Linked DNA regions of Danio rerio: region 2 is linked to region 1. A link is a contact called in public HiChIP or PLAC-seq data. All regions are on one chromosome and are shown on one strand. Each heading gives the region's core, a stretch centred on a gene start, on an enhancer-like site or on the middle of the called end of the contact. The rest is flanking DNA. Distances are from core to core; before and after follow the strand shown. Region 1 holds the start of rgs12b (regulator of G protein signaling 12b). Region 2 holds the start of paip2b (poly(A) binding protein interacting protein 2B).

The links. HiChIP or PLAC-seq counts read pairs in DNA pulled down with a chosen protein or histone mark.
Region 2: an H3K4me3 HiChIP or PLAC-seq map of embryo shows a contact between it and region 1, with 2.9 times the contacts expected there. The contact joins the promoter of paip2b here to the promoter of rgs12b in region 1. A contact is called at or near these places in 1 of 18 Hi-C or Micro-C datasets (caudal fin) and 1 of 4 datasets of contacts at active chromatin or transcription factors (embryo).

Annotation. Positions count from the first base shown.
Region 1 is chr1:44,373,664-44,381,092 of GRCz12tu, forward strand. It overlaps rgs12b (regulator of G protein signaling 12b), which reads right to left and starts at 4,471. Exons shown (of 18, transcript NM_214724.1): 1 at 2,335-4,471. The coding sequence starts at 4,296.
Region 2 is chr1:44,553,405-44,560,833 of GRCz12tu, forward strand. paip2b (poly(A) binding protein interacting protein 2B) reads left to right here and starts at 2,607. Exons shown (of 4, transcript NM_200766.1): 1 at 2,607-2,705; 2 at 3,804-3,961; 3 at 7,312-7,429. The coding sequence starts at 2,699. It overlaps trnae-cuc (transfer RNA glutamic acid (anticodon CUC)), which reads right to left and starts at 2,171; the gene lies at 2,100-2,171. si:ch211-89o9.4 reads left to right here. Exons shown (of 8, transcript NM_001145593.2): 7 at 1-122; 8 at 262-511. The coding sequence ends at 432.

The DNA.
Region 1 (7,429 bases), core at 3,221-5,720:
CCAACTTTAAACCATTAACATGTATTTATTCATAAATGAAAATGTCCTATCCAAATGGACGAAGGAAATAAATCCTCACACTGCAACAGGGTATTCAACCTGTATTTGACACAAACACAGCGGAACAGCGCCGCCTGTTGGTGAGCACGAGACTGACCTATATGACCCGATGCGGATGCCAAGCAGACAAGAGTTTAAACTACTAAATTATTTTTTTCAGGCTGAAAAAATTCAGTCGACTTCTGCTCATCAATTGGTATTTTATTTATATATTTAATAACAAACGTAGTCCTTTGTTTTAAATACAACATGCCATCGTTAATGAAGCTAATTTATCAGCCTTGTTAGGATTGACTGTACACTATTAAAACTCGTGCAGCCATGATACCTCACACCTCTTCATCGGTCATGGCCGCTGCCACCTGTGTGAGACTCACGTGGCAGGGTTGCCATGTCAACAGCGCTCACCTAGAATGCTCCCAGATTAATATGCAGGCCAAGAGATACTGGATCACCTTTGCGACTACATTTCAACCCTAATTAAACAACGTTTAGAGTGATTATGAGTGCTGTTTTTTACTACCTAATTAACCAAGAGCATACATGGAATTATCTCATTTTAAATATTAAGATAGATAAAAATGTGATTGAATACTACAGCGACAAATACCATCACTTCCCCTTTATAAAAAAATATTTTAAACATAAAAATAGATGCTGCTGTCAACATTATCTGGTGCTTGAATGAAATGAACTGAATGACCAATCCCTGAAGAAATGAAGCCAGACCACTGATGTCTTACTGTATTTAGCAGACCTTGAAGCCATTGTCAAAGCACAGATGATGCATATAACAGCTATATTACTATTCTGGGAAATCCAATCAGTGTTGTCTGTTTTGCTGCTTTGGGCCTGTGGACATTTTTGGCTCCTGTGGAGTGGTTCTGGCTTAACTCATTTCCTACAAACGCGAAGGAGTTTCTAATCTAAATAGGCAGACATGTGGTCAATTGTACATGCAGCCTGGCAGAAATAAATAGATATTAACACTTGTTTTTCATTTTGATTGAATAAAGTCCATACAATAGTCTTCTATGTGAATAAATTTCACACTTAGGTCATTTCAAAATTAATATTATGTTTAGAACAGAGATTTGGCTAATGAATACTTTTTGTAGGTTAACAGGCCTTGGTACTTCTTTCTTTTCATTGTCTTAGAAGGGGGCATTTCAATTTTCCATTTAATCTGGTTTGGGACAGCATAAATTGATGATGACAAGCTTTCCTATATTTGTTGAACTATTTCTGAACGTATCCGGCTTAAATTAGTTTTAGTGGTTTGACATCTACTGGCCAAATTCAATACTTGAATAAACAGAGTGAATATGAGGGAGCAGAGCAAGCACTCTCAGTCATTTGAACTGAAAATTTTCCACTGGGAGAATGATACCAACTCAGCTTTGTACCTCAATCTTCTCATCTCAGGGTCAGTTTTAGCACGTTCCCTCCAAGCATGAAGAAGCAGTGAAAGCTGCAAATGGGAATGAGGTATTTTCAGCCTAGGTACGTATGTCACCTACCTGACAGAATTCTTTTTGACAGAGAGGTGTTTGTGCATTGATGGTGCAAAACTATTGCAGATTAAACTATAACAGAATAAAATACAAGAGCAAAGTTGGAGTGAAACTTTGCAATTTGTTTTTTTTTTAGAGAAAGTCTGGTGGAAAGGTACATTTGGTGCGTTTAAAAACAGCAGGGTAAAGGATCAGGTTATGCCTGTTAATAAGAAAAAGACGACAACGTGGTCTATATTCCAGGCACATTTGTTTCCCAGCAAGCATTTATTGTTTTTAAAAGAGGTCTAATAGATGTTTAAGAATAGGCGAAATCAAGACTAGTCATTCAATAAACACAAATTAATAACTACACATATAAAGTCTACTTGACAACTAGTCTAATTTTGGGTTATTCTTAGATATCAATTAGATTTTCACTGACAGCCCATGTTTAGCCTTGTTTTAGCCAAGCTGGCTACGTTTTGACGTCTATTAGACATCTATAAAACACAAAACTATTTGCTGGGTTATGCTTGCAAGGACATTTTACGCAAACAACAAAGATTTGAACAACACACTCGCTAGCTGATTAACAAGTTTTCTGCAATGGGATCACATTTAAAATCAGTACCCACTCATTCTACCTAATCCCTAAGGTTCAGTGTTGTAAAAACAAATGCATTTTAATTTGCAGTTAAGAATGAAGAAGGCTAACAGATTGTAATCTCAAACAAATTGTTCTCAAATCTTGCAATGGTGACTTGATTGATTATCTTACCTTTTTTTCTGAATCTTTAGCTCTTCTGACATTGTTCGATTGTTGTGAATGCTCTCGTAGGTTCTTCTCCCCAAACAGCTTCTTAGCCCACTCATCCTTCTGTGCATGAAGCCGGTGAGGCTGTGAGGCGATTTCGCCTGCAGCACGGTACCGGTCAGCTGGAATCTTGCTCATCGGTGGTGGCAGGGTGCTACAGTTAGCACTGGACCATCCGTCTGTGGACTCTGCATAAGACTCCTGATCACTGCTGTGTCCCTGACGCCAATCCCTCAGGACGTGAACTGGCAGCCAGCGCTGGCCTGATGCCCCTGCCGCTTTCTTGCCATGAGCAGAATAGTGTGAGCGCGAAGGAAGGCCTGACACATCCAGCCGTGAGGAGGAGTTTAGATGCCTGCCAGAAAGCAGAGGTGGGTCTCCATGGGAATGTGGATGGGGCTGAGGGTGATCCACAAACTGCTCATGCCGAAATCCGTTACGATGTGAGATCGGTGGCGGAGGAGGTGGTGGCGGAAGACCTCCTATGGCACCCTGGCAAAAAGATCCCATAGGGTTTTCCCAAGGTCCTGTAGGAACATGTCGACTAGGATTTGCACCCAAGTCCACCAAGAGGACTCGGTTGTTCTTTTCCTCTGGCAAGAAGTTCCCAATGCCGCTGTCACTGTTGCTGCTTGTGCTGTTGTTCTGCTGAGCATCTAAGTCACCATCAAGGAAAGCTCGAGCTCGCATACCCTCTATGGATTCTCCCATGTCACGATACAGAACAGACACAAACTGTAGAAGTGGCTGAGAAGTCGGTGGGAACTCCAAGCAGCCACCAGTATCTGGGTCTGGAGTGCAGTCAAAGCCAAAGCGTCGGGCAATACCCTGGTGGATTTTATGATGACAGAGTTCCGGGTCTACAATGAAGACATGACAAGATGTCCGTAAGCCTTGCTCCTCCTCACCATGCCTATACATGCGGTGGTCATTTGTTGCTTGCATGGTGACAAGGCCAAAAAAGCGGCGGTCGTCTGGACACACAGCACTGAAGGCTAACTTCTCTGCAGGGTAAGTTGCTAGAACAGCACCTCGGTCATTGCATAGTTGCACACAATCATGCATGACTTTAAGCAAAACCAACGAGTGCACTTTTTGTTCGGCACGTAGACGTCGCATACAGCCACGTATTGCCTGCAGGCTGTCACTTTCTAAATTGGCACTTGTTGAAGCTAATTCAATAGATCCCAAGTAACCCACAATCATCCCAACATTGAGTATTCCTGCAGAGTCTGCAGTTTGCAACAGGGCAAATTCATCTTGCGGTTCAAACATATCAACAAACACAGAGTCGTCATTGAGCACTTTGGCCATCTCTTCCTCAGTGAGCAAGTTGGGATCACTTTTTTGGGTGTTGACGCTCACATAAGGGAATTCTGGCTCTGAGACAGCCCTTGGTTTGGAAGCAGAGGCACAAGCAACTGCTCTTTCTGAGCTGCTGGATGAGTGGCTCGAATTTTCAAAGATCATGTTGAAGATCCCACCAGACTGCATCTCTGCTACAACACGTTCTGCACGGTTTATGCCTAGTGTCTTTGAGTCCATCTTTGGCCTCAGCCAGTGGCTCTTGTGGTCATGGAACTCCAGTTCTTCATCACTTGAACACGAATCAACGTGGCCGTTTTTATGACTGCCTTCGGCAATGACTAAGTGTAGGACACCTGTGCAGCGGCCAATCAGCTTAACAACATCCTCATGAGAAGCTTTGGACACATTAATGTCATTCACACTCAGGATCTGATCTCCAGAGCGAAGGCCCACATAATCAGCTGGACTACCCTTAAGGATGCAATTCAGAACACATGGAGACTGACCAGAGAGTGTGAAGCCATAGCCTGTTCTCCCCCTTGCAACCTCCACTCCTCTAATGCGAGCAGATGGCTGGGCATTTACACGCCTCCTGCCTTGTTCTGATTGCCTGAACATCCTTCTTTGGCTCTCTGTTTAGCTCTTTTTTGAAACAGGCTTCACAAATACAGAGATGGAGAGCTTAATGATATCATCCTTTCAGTTCCAGAGCTCCAGCCTAAGGAACTAACATGGTGAATGCTTGAATATTCACAGTACACCTTTACAAGAAAAAAGGAAGAAAGGTTTTGGATTAACTAATGCACAGACATATTAGCGACAAATTTAAACACAAAGAAAAATTTATGATGTAACACTTTCAGTACACGTTTACAAGAAAAAAGGAGAATAGTTTTGATTAACTAATCCACAGGCAAATAACTACAAATTTAAGGACAACCAAAATTCTATGATTTAATAATTTTAGTATTAGGACTGGGCGATAAAAACGATATCGGTATTTATTGACCGAACACTACTGTCAATATTGATAAAAAAAATATTTGATATGTAGTTTTGTTATGAAGCACCATAGTTTTATTTAAATGTGGCTTAAGGTTTAAGTTTGTAATGTCATTTCCAATGGAGGCGTGCAACTTGCATGACTCGAAATGCACAAACAACTACAGAATGCACATGTTGTGCAAGTATGCATTTTCCAAGCCCCTAGTTGAAAACATCGGAACTTTTTCGAATGCGTCAAGTGGACCGTGATTTATGCAAGTACAACTAACCAAATCTACCAATCTGCTTCACAGTTTGTATGGAATATACACACTTTAGCAGTAATGGTAAATGTTAGACTAATTACCTAAGAAAAACACAGCACATCCAAACACTGCAGTGCTTTTTACTTTTCTCCATAAACCTGTCATCCTCTGAGAAAACGATTGATGGTCGCTTGGTTAAGAGAGACGCCAGAGGAGCCCATTGTAATGGTCAAGGAAACCACATGCTCGTGCTTGCCACTTCAGGTCAGAATACCAACACATGTGAAAATGAGTGCCGTGGCTAGCAGCAGTGTGGGGATTGTAAATAAAAAAGGATGTAAGGATGTCGTCAGAGTGACTTTTTGGTTTCTTTTTTTGTGGACCCCAGCCATTAGCACCCCAACTGAAAGAATTTTTGGCATGGGGTAATGTAGTCATTTAACTTCACAATTTGTTATGTTGCAATATGTATTTGAATAATATATAAAAGTTTATTTTGTTATAAAGAGATCAGATATTTAGTTTAAATATTTTTGCTTTTGACTATTAAAACTATTTGACTCAGTAATGTGGGTAAATTAAAATAAAGTTTATAAATAGAAAAATCCTAACAGTTCCTAAACGAATTGGCAAAAAAATATTCAAATTATCGACAGCGAATGATAAACATGAGATAGTGATATTTTTTTGCAATATCACCCAGCCCTATTTAGTAGTTTATTACACCTTATTTTATTACTTTAAATATAGTTTCATGCAAATAATATATGAAATCAATGTGACAACAGTGATTAGATTTCCAAATAATTCATGAAATAAAGAGCTTATCAAGTTTATTAGACCAGTTTTAGTAAAATGTATATAAAAATGTTTAGAAGCATGTAGCAAACTGAAATAACTGTAAAATGAATTTCCATCTTTTAATAAATGGCCATAACTACTATTTTCACACAAAAACATTAATTTCCAAAAATCATGAATGACAACAATTAGATTTCAGTATTAGACATATTACTGTTGCTAAAGAGCTCACATATATACTGTCGAGTTAACTATAAAAGAAACAAAAATTATTTTGGTATCCAGAAAATACAGTTAGTTTAGGCCAGCTGTGGTCTGGTTAATAATTTTGTTACACACATATTGAGACGTTATGTTTCCCAATATGTTTTTGACACCTGAATATCCTCTTTTGTCACTGACTACCATAACTTGGGTTAATTACAATGTGTGATAACATTACAACATTTTGGCACCTGAGCAGATTAAACAACACGCGCTTTTGTGGACCATTAACGTGCCGCGCGATTTTAAAAGTTACTGAAGAGTGAGATAAGTTGGGTGGAGTAAGCATTTTATAGAAACGGACAGAATATATAAACTCACATATTTATCAGTGCTTGTCATCGATTATTTGTCCTTATTCTTCTCATACAGATGCCAAGAAGACGAGAAGACTCATCCGCTCTTGCTACCCCTCCCGCCTTCTTTTTCCCTATTGTTGGAATGCCCACGCGTCAACGTGTGTAACCATGACAATTGAACTGTCAATAGCCATTTCCCCTCGTTCATTGGTTACCACAGCTGTCAGTCATCTTCACATCGACCCAAAAACCCAGTTTGACCAAGACACGACAACTAACCACAAAAAGTTATGCTACAGGTGTCAAAAACATCAAGAGCGAAAAAAAAACTAAAAGTAAAGTAAGATAACGTAAATATCTTCGCAGTCTTCACCGTACTCGTGAATTTAATATTTTATAACGGATGTGTGTCGAGCTGCTTCGGTATTGGTTTTCGCGAAGAACAGCTGGCCAGTGAGTAACTAACGGTATTAAATTATCGGCATCAGTCTGTAGATACTGACTGAAGTAACATATATTCACACAACACTTAATTATAAGATATAAAACGACAACTTCATATAGATAAACATAATATCAAATAACAAAATCATTTACCTATAGGCCGAAAGTTCTAATACCCGCAAAGGCACAAGAAATTCCCATGGCTACATTGCTAACATTAGCCGCCACTTCCCAAAAACTTTCCTGTGAGGAAGAAATAAGACATTTCGAGCATTACAATAGAGAAAATCTTAGATAGTTATAGATTGTTATGCGTTAAGTAGTTTGGTGCTCTTACTTGTGACGGATGTGTCCAAACGTGATGTGAAGTTTAATGACATGGTAACCTTAGTGCTGCATAAGGAGTAAACAAAAGGAGAGGGCAGCTGGTGTGTGGACAGCAGCAGCAGGAGGAGGAGGAATCTACATCTCAGGGAGGTTTTTCTTCTTAAAGGACAGCACCAGTATATGACTTTTCTTAACACGACAATGGATTTTGATATATAATTTAGTTAATCCCCAAAATTTTATATAAAAATAGAATGATGAAGTAAAAGTACCAGCCAAGTTCACACTAGATACACCGTTTTAAGTAATTTAAAATGTCCTATTACTTTGAAGTGTAAAATAATATTTTAAGAAAGCAAAGACGTT
Region 2 (7,429 bases), core at 1,357-3,856, 180 kb after region 1:
CTTTGGACCATTTATTAGTTGTGTGTAACATGCCAAACAAGCCTTGCGCTGCTACAGGAGTGCTAAGGCTGATAAAACCTTTTGGACAAGTTTTACAAACTCTGGTGTTGAATAGAAACAAGGTGAGATGTGCTGTTGCACAACAGTAAAGACATCCTTAAAAACCTCTCTTAATTTGGTTGTTTTTATTCATGACTTTAGTTTGATCATTTTAATCTGCAAGGATAAGTGAATTAATTATACTTTTGTTTTCATTATTAGGTGAATGCAGATCAGTGCCTTTCTAACAAGAGCAGTGTCCAGATGGTTTTAGAGATGGAGTCTGCATCGGTTGCTTTATCTGTATATGAGTGGTCTCGAAAAATTCCTTGTCTTTATCACAATCATCATCTCTCTTTCTTCAGAGGATGTGATATACAGGACAAAAGCTGATGGTAAATCAGCGTAATATCTTCACAATTGTTTATTGTTTTGTGTTACTTTTGTAATAAAATACATAGAAACAAGGTCATATTGTTGTCTGATGAAGAAGAAAATAACCATTGCATGTCATATAATAATGTAATTTAAGTACTCATTTGTAAATATATTATCCTTTGTAGTGATATATGGTGGTTATTCTGCTGTGGCGACCAAGTGAGTGAGAAATCATATGTAATATTTTTTAATGAAGTCATTTAAAGTTTTAAATTGGGTTTAGTTTATCCAGTATACTGGACGATATTTATCCAGTATCAAACAAAGAGCCATAAAAAACTATAGGCTAAATCAAATTAAATGATCACTGAGTTCACAATCTAACCTCAGAACTAAATCACCCCAAAAACGTTTCTTATTGAAGGCACACAAATTAATACACATGTGGAAATATTATTTATTTAAGCCAGATAGCTTAAGGCAGTTTGGTGGTCTGTGAACAGTTTTGTATTACAATTAAAAGTTCAAATGAATTTCTAATAAGTTTTATATCAATATAAATAGTTAATAAAATAAGAAGGAAGATTAAACTACAGTAAATAAACATTTTAAGATCTATGCATATTCTATCCTAAAAATGCCATTTTTTATATAACAAAATAAATGTTAAATCAAATTAATCTTATTAGAAAATAAATGTTTTCCAAAATGAATTTAAACCAAATAAAATGTTTAATTACATGTATGTTTTTTGGGCAGCACGGTAAAGCAGCCTCACAGCAAGAAGGTTGCTAATTCAAGTTCCGGGTGGACCATGTTGGTATTTCTGTGTGGAGCATGTTATCGCCGTGTTCGCGTGGGTTCCCCCGGGTGCAAAAGTCAAAAGACATGAAGTCAAAAGACATTATTTAAATAATTTCAAGACCTAATTGAATTTGAGTAAGTGTAGTGTGTGAATATAAGAGTGTAACATTTATTTGGAAAAATAAAACAAATTATTTACGTAAAAATCATATGGTCAAAGAGTATGAACATGGAGGTTTAAAAACCTTAGATTTTGAATCTCCTCTTGGCACTTTTAGAGTTATATGGTTGAAAGAGTGTTTAGCTAAGCCTTATTCAATATGGTATCATATCCCAAATAATTTGTTAAAAAAAACTGGTGGCCTTGAATTTGTATTAAGATGTGATCATGATTGTTCAAAGCTTCCTTTGAAGTTGTCTAATTTTCATAAGCAAATACTACTTTTTTGGAACCTTGCTTCTTGTTGCAGTTGTAACAATTTTAATTTATTTTAATGGTAAACATGCCTTGCGATGTTGATTGTTCCCTGTTTTGTGATGTAAATGTAAGAGTGTATGGGTGTTTCCCAGTGTTTGGGTTGCAGCTGAAAAGGCATCCGCTGCGTAAAACATATGCTGGATAAATTGGCGGTTCATCCCTATTTAATAAAGGGACTTTGTATAAATGTATGTATGTTGTTTAACTACAACTTGAGTGTTTATACTTTTTGAATTTAGGTATTGATGTCCCTCACACAATTCAGAGATCTGAAGTATTTGATTTGATAAAATAATTTAATTTAACGCTATTAACAACTGGGTTATTACATTAATCTTGTTTGGATTAAGTCCGTTTGCATTTATAAGAGTTCTGAAACCAATATGTTTAAAAGTACAAGTTCCCTGACCGGGAATCGAACCCGGGCCGCGGCGGTGAGAGCGCCGAATCCTAACCACTAGACCACCAGGGAGAGATGTCGATCAATAGGTTTAGATCCAGTATGAGCAAGTACTGCCCATATATATCATCATTGACTGCCATAATATTTAAGGTTATTGCGGTTCTTTCCGCTGTGGCGACCTCTGAAATAGAGACTAATAAGCCAAAAGAAAGTGAATGAATGTGTGCATGCTCATGATTCAGATCCTATCGTCAATATCTTTGGCGATTGTTTTTAATGAAACCACCAACATGTAAATTGCTTAACGATACAAATGTAATTTGCATTGTCAGTTTCTTGCAAAAACACGCTTGAATTGAGTAGCAGGGCCTGCAGCAATCATGTTGAAATCTAAAAAAAAATTAAAAATCAGTCAGATGTTGAAATACCGATGATGACCGACAGGACGCGCCCGCGACGTGTTTGTTTGAAAGGCCCACATGAGCACTCTGACGTAGGCTTGAAATCTAGCCAGGTAACGGTGTCGGTGCAAACAGGAAAATTACCTCTTTTACTCGACTTATTTGGAGATAGATTAGAGCGACAGACGCGTTACAATGCCGGGTAAGTCCTCTTAGCTGCTCATATCTGTGAAAAGAGCCATGTTTAATGTTTTGACTTTGAAACTGTTGTGTGCTTCTCTCACCCTCTTTGTTTTGTGAAATGGTTGCCTTCGATTAATGCGTAGAGTGGCAAATATAAGTAATACAACAGATGTAACGTTAAGTGAAACGCAGATTAAGCCGATGAAAACTCACTTTGTAGAGTTTTGTGTGTAGCGCTGTGAGCATGGAGGCCTAGTGATGTGTCTGCGATGCAGGCTAACTCGCGCATTTAGCACGCTACTTAATTTAACGTTACCACACGAAAGCCTTTTAAACTATTCAACACAACAAGTACCACATTTGCTTAAATGGCAGGTGGGTAACCTTTAAACACTACTAAGTACGGTCATAAAATGGGGTTTCACGTGGAAAGAACGTTGTTGTTGTTGTTATGTGTCGGCGGTGGCTCGTGCTAACGCGCATAGCTTCATAGTTACAATATACACTAACGGGGCGTTAGACAAACGTGAGCAAGTGTTTAACTTTTTTTTACTCAAACGAAGTTGTTCTCGTAAGCAAAAGGGGCTGTTTTAATTTGAGGCTTTCTTTAATAGTTTATACTAAAGATAGTTATCCCTTGAGCCTTGGCCAGGCCTCACGTTACAATGAATCAAATCCATGTGGAGAAAGATGGTGTCGACTGACCTCCTCTTTGTCTCATTTATGCAACACGCTGATAGTTATTAACAGATAGTTATATAATGATCTTTAAACCGTGTGTGTTACGCACTGCGTCGTGTAGCGGGCATTAGAAAAGCTTAATAAACGTTATCCTGCCTTGAGTTTGCCACATCAAACCACTAATTTGCCAGCGTGTTTAGTGTTTGTACTTTACAAAGACACCAATCATATTGCTGTATAGTTATATAAAATGTGTGTTAATTATGCTTTCATGCAGTTAAATCATTCATTTATCCCGTGTACCGCGAGTGTTGATGTAAACATGTCTTTTCACGAGTCTCTTGTGTTCACAGGCATCACTTTTGTCGTCTGTCTGTCTGTACTGAGGCTGTTGATTTCTGTTTTTTGAGTATTAACATTGCGTTTACACTCCCAGAACCTGCTGATATTAACAGTCCGGAGGTAGCAAAGACACCAGGAGGCGGCAGTGGACAAGGGAAGGATGAGAATGTTGTGAACGGACACAAAGAAGGGGATGCAAACCCTTTCGCGGAGTACATGTGGATGGAGAACGAGGAGGAGTACAATAGACAGGTCAGTGTGAAGCTGCTTAATGTGTGACATCTCAAAGAACACCTTTTGTGCTGGTTGTTTATACACACTTGAAAATGGGATTCACAAATTAGGTTAAAGACTCTTCAGAAAGAAATTCTCGTTGCAGTCATTTGGTTGACCTGTATTTGAAATAAAATGATGCCATGATGTGGTTCGACAGATTAGTGACCGTTTGTGTATTAAAAGAGCATTATATCTTTATCAGCAGTCAAATGTAGTATTTGTCACTTTCAAACCAAAAAACTTCTAAAATTAAAAGATCTAAAACTGTTTAACCTTATGTTAAATCTCATGGACTGTAATTGTGGATATGTTTTGTTTTATGTTTGATAATAAATGTTAAATACTTTTTTTTTTCATTTTTTGTTAATCTAGTGCATTAGTAGAGGGAATGGTTTGGATGAAGCTAATGGATATCTTAAGACTAGGAAACAACATGAATCGGTCTCAAATCAAATCACTTTTATTGTCACATCATCAGCAGCACGTGTGCTATGATGAGTGAAAAGCTTTTTATGGTGCAAAGTAATTAATACAACACTTGCACAATTAATTAATATTTATATTTATAATGTTTATATATATATATATATATATATATATATATATATATATATATATATATATATATATATATATATATATATATATATGCGCGCACACACATACATAAATGTACATACATGCATACACAGTTGAAGTCAAAATTATTAGCCCTATTTGAATTTTTTCTTTTTTTTTTTTTCTTTTGAAATATTTCCCAAAATATGTTTAACAGAGCAAGGAAATTTTCACAGAATGTCTGATAATATTTCTTCTTCTGGAGAGTCTTATTTTCTTTTTTTACATCTCTTAAAATGGTTTATAATCAAGTGCATCCAAATGTAGTTTTATGGATATAGCTATACATGAATTTGGGGAACAAGGGAAAGAAAATATTTGAAATGGAGCACAAATGGAAGTCATATGGAAAGTTTAAGTGTGTGTGTGTGTGTGTGTGTGTGTGTGTGTGTGTGTGTTAGATAAGGGTTGTCGCGTTTACCATTAATTAATCTTATGATACTATACCAGCTGAAGTATCACAATACCAAGTAGGATTGTGGTACTGTTATTAATACCTCAAATTACGAAGAGAATTGTCAGAAATACTATATTTTGTTACAATAAGCCTACTTGAATGTAATTCAAATCCCCTTAAGGCCAAAAAGTATTATTTGCACTTCACTTAACCTAAAATTGATTTATTCTTTTTGTTTATGTTGTAGATAACTGACCAACAAAAATACATTAAAATAAAGATGCATATTATACCAAATAAAATTTGTTACAAAAAAGCGTTTTTCCAACAAAATTTGGCTATATGTAGTGATCAAAATGTTTCAATGTTTCCTGTTGCAATTTTGGGTGTTATCTTTTTTTTCAATCAGTATTCAAAAATTGCACTTTGTGAGTTGTTCTTTTAAAGAAATCGTTGCGGTCGCTACTAAATCTTATTAACAGGAACAGAAATGGACTGAAGCATTACAAAATGTGCAATAGGCTACCATAAAAGGTGCAAATTCTCCAAAGTTTTGCAACCTTAAAGTTATCCAAAGACTTTTAAAATAGAATGGGTCATTGTTGCACAAAGGTGTGAGCATTTCAGTGACACTTCCACTTGCAACATTATCTATTGTAGATAAACCATTAATGGCAATACTACCATTTACAAACTACAGTGGCATCGCCAGTATTTTGTTGCCATAGTATCACGATACTACCATAGAATGGGTAAACTGTCCAACTAATGTGTTCTTAGTTTAATGTGAATAGCAAGAATGATATTATCGAAATACAAAAGATAAAAATATTATCATCAATAAGAACTTTGTATGAATTAAATAATTGGTTTTTAACCATTAAAACTAAGCTTTAGTTATTTTGGAAGTATAGTTTGTGCATTTACAAAAGTCATTTGCAGAGACTCTTTACACAAAGCGGTGATTCACTCGTAACTGAAAGAAATATTAGTTATATGTAGGGCCAGACAGAATCTGCAGACATTTTTTTTTTATATTTCTGTGCAGAATTGTGTTAAAAAAAAAGTCTATTACGCGGAATGATTTTGGAAGTATCATAACTAAAACTTTTTATATAAAATAAAAATAAAAACATTTTACAAATAAAACATTCAACAACTTGTATCTAATGTTTACAATGCAAATGCAGTTAGATCCACTCAAGTCTCTCGTATAATATATCTATTAAAAGATATTCCGTCACAAACTTTATTGTAAGTAAATCATATGAAGTTTTCATATTGGCCAATAATATTACTGAAATTATTTAAAAACTAAATAAATATAAATTTACACTAATAAATAAATGGACTCAGTGATGGGCTCAAAATCTGCAGATTTCTGCACATTCAGATTCTGTGTGGGCCTAGTTATGTTTCAGAACATCTTCAGTAAACATTTATTTGCTTATTTATAGTTGAAGTCAGAATTTTTAGCCCCCCATTTTAATTTATCTTTTCTTTGTTAAACATTTCCCAAATTATGTTTAACAGAGCAAGGAAACATTCACAGTATGTCTGAATGTATTTTTATTCTATAGAAAGTTTTTATTTTTTGGCTAGAATAAAAGCAGTTTTTAATCTTTTTCAGAAACATTTTAAGGTCAAAAATTATTAGCCTCTTCAAGCTATTTTTCGATAGTCTACAGAACAAACTATCGTTATACAATAACTTGTCTAATTACCCTAACCTACCTAATTAACTGTGTTAAGCCTTTAAATGTCACTTTGATCTGTATATAAGCATCTTGAAAAATATCAAGTCAATGAGTTATAAATGAGTTTTAACTTATGTTTAGAAATGTGTTGAGAATCTTTCTGCTGTAAATATATTTGTTTCCTTGGTTGACACTTGCTAAAATGCAGATCACTATTTATTGGTGTACAATAACAAAACAAATTGAGAGTTTGCACTGGGCAGAGAGATGGAGACTGCACAAGTTGAGGTTTAATTTTGGAAATTTAGCTTAAATGTAACAGCGAAGCTGACTGGTGTTTAAAACATTGATTGACCTCACATCAAATATAGTCTGATTTGTTTAGTTTAACACTTGCAGTTTATTTTTTACGTGCATTTGCATCTAATTTGGTTTCTTCATTGAGTTAAAAATACTGTAATGGTTTAAAAAAAATCTTGCAATTTGGGCTTATTTACAACAAACCACATTATAATGATTAACAGCAGACCAACATTGAAGTATGTCAAGTTTAATGTGAATCCTCCCAGTCGCCACATTATGCTAAATTTGATCCATCTGACACTTTCCTGCAGGTGGAAGAAGAGCTGTTGGAGCAGGAGTTTCTTGAACGCTGTTTCCAGGAGATGTTGGAGGAGGAGGATCAAGATTGGTTCATTCCTGCCAGAGACCTTCCATCTGGAGTAGGGCAGA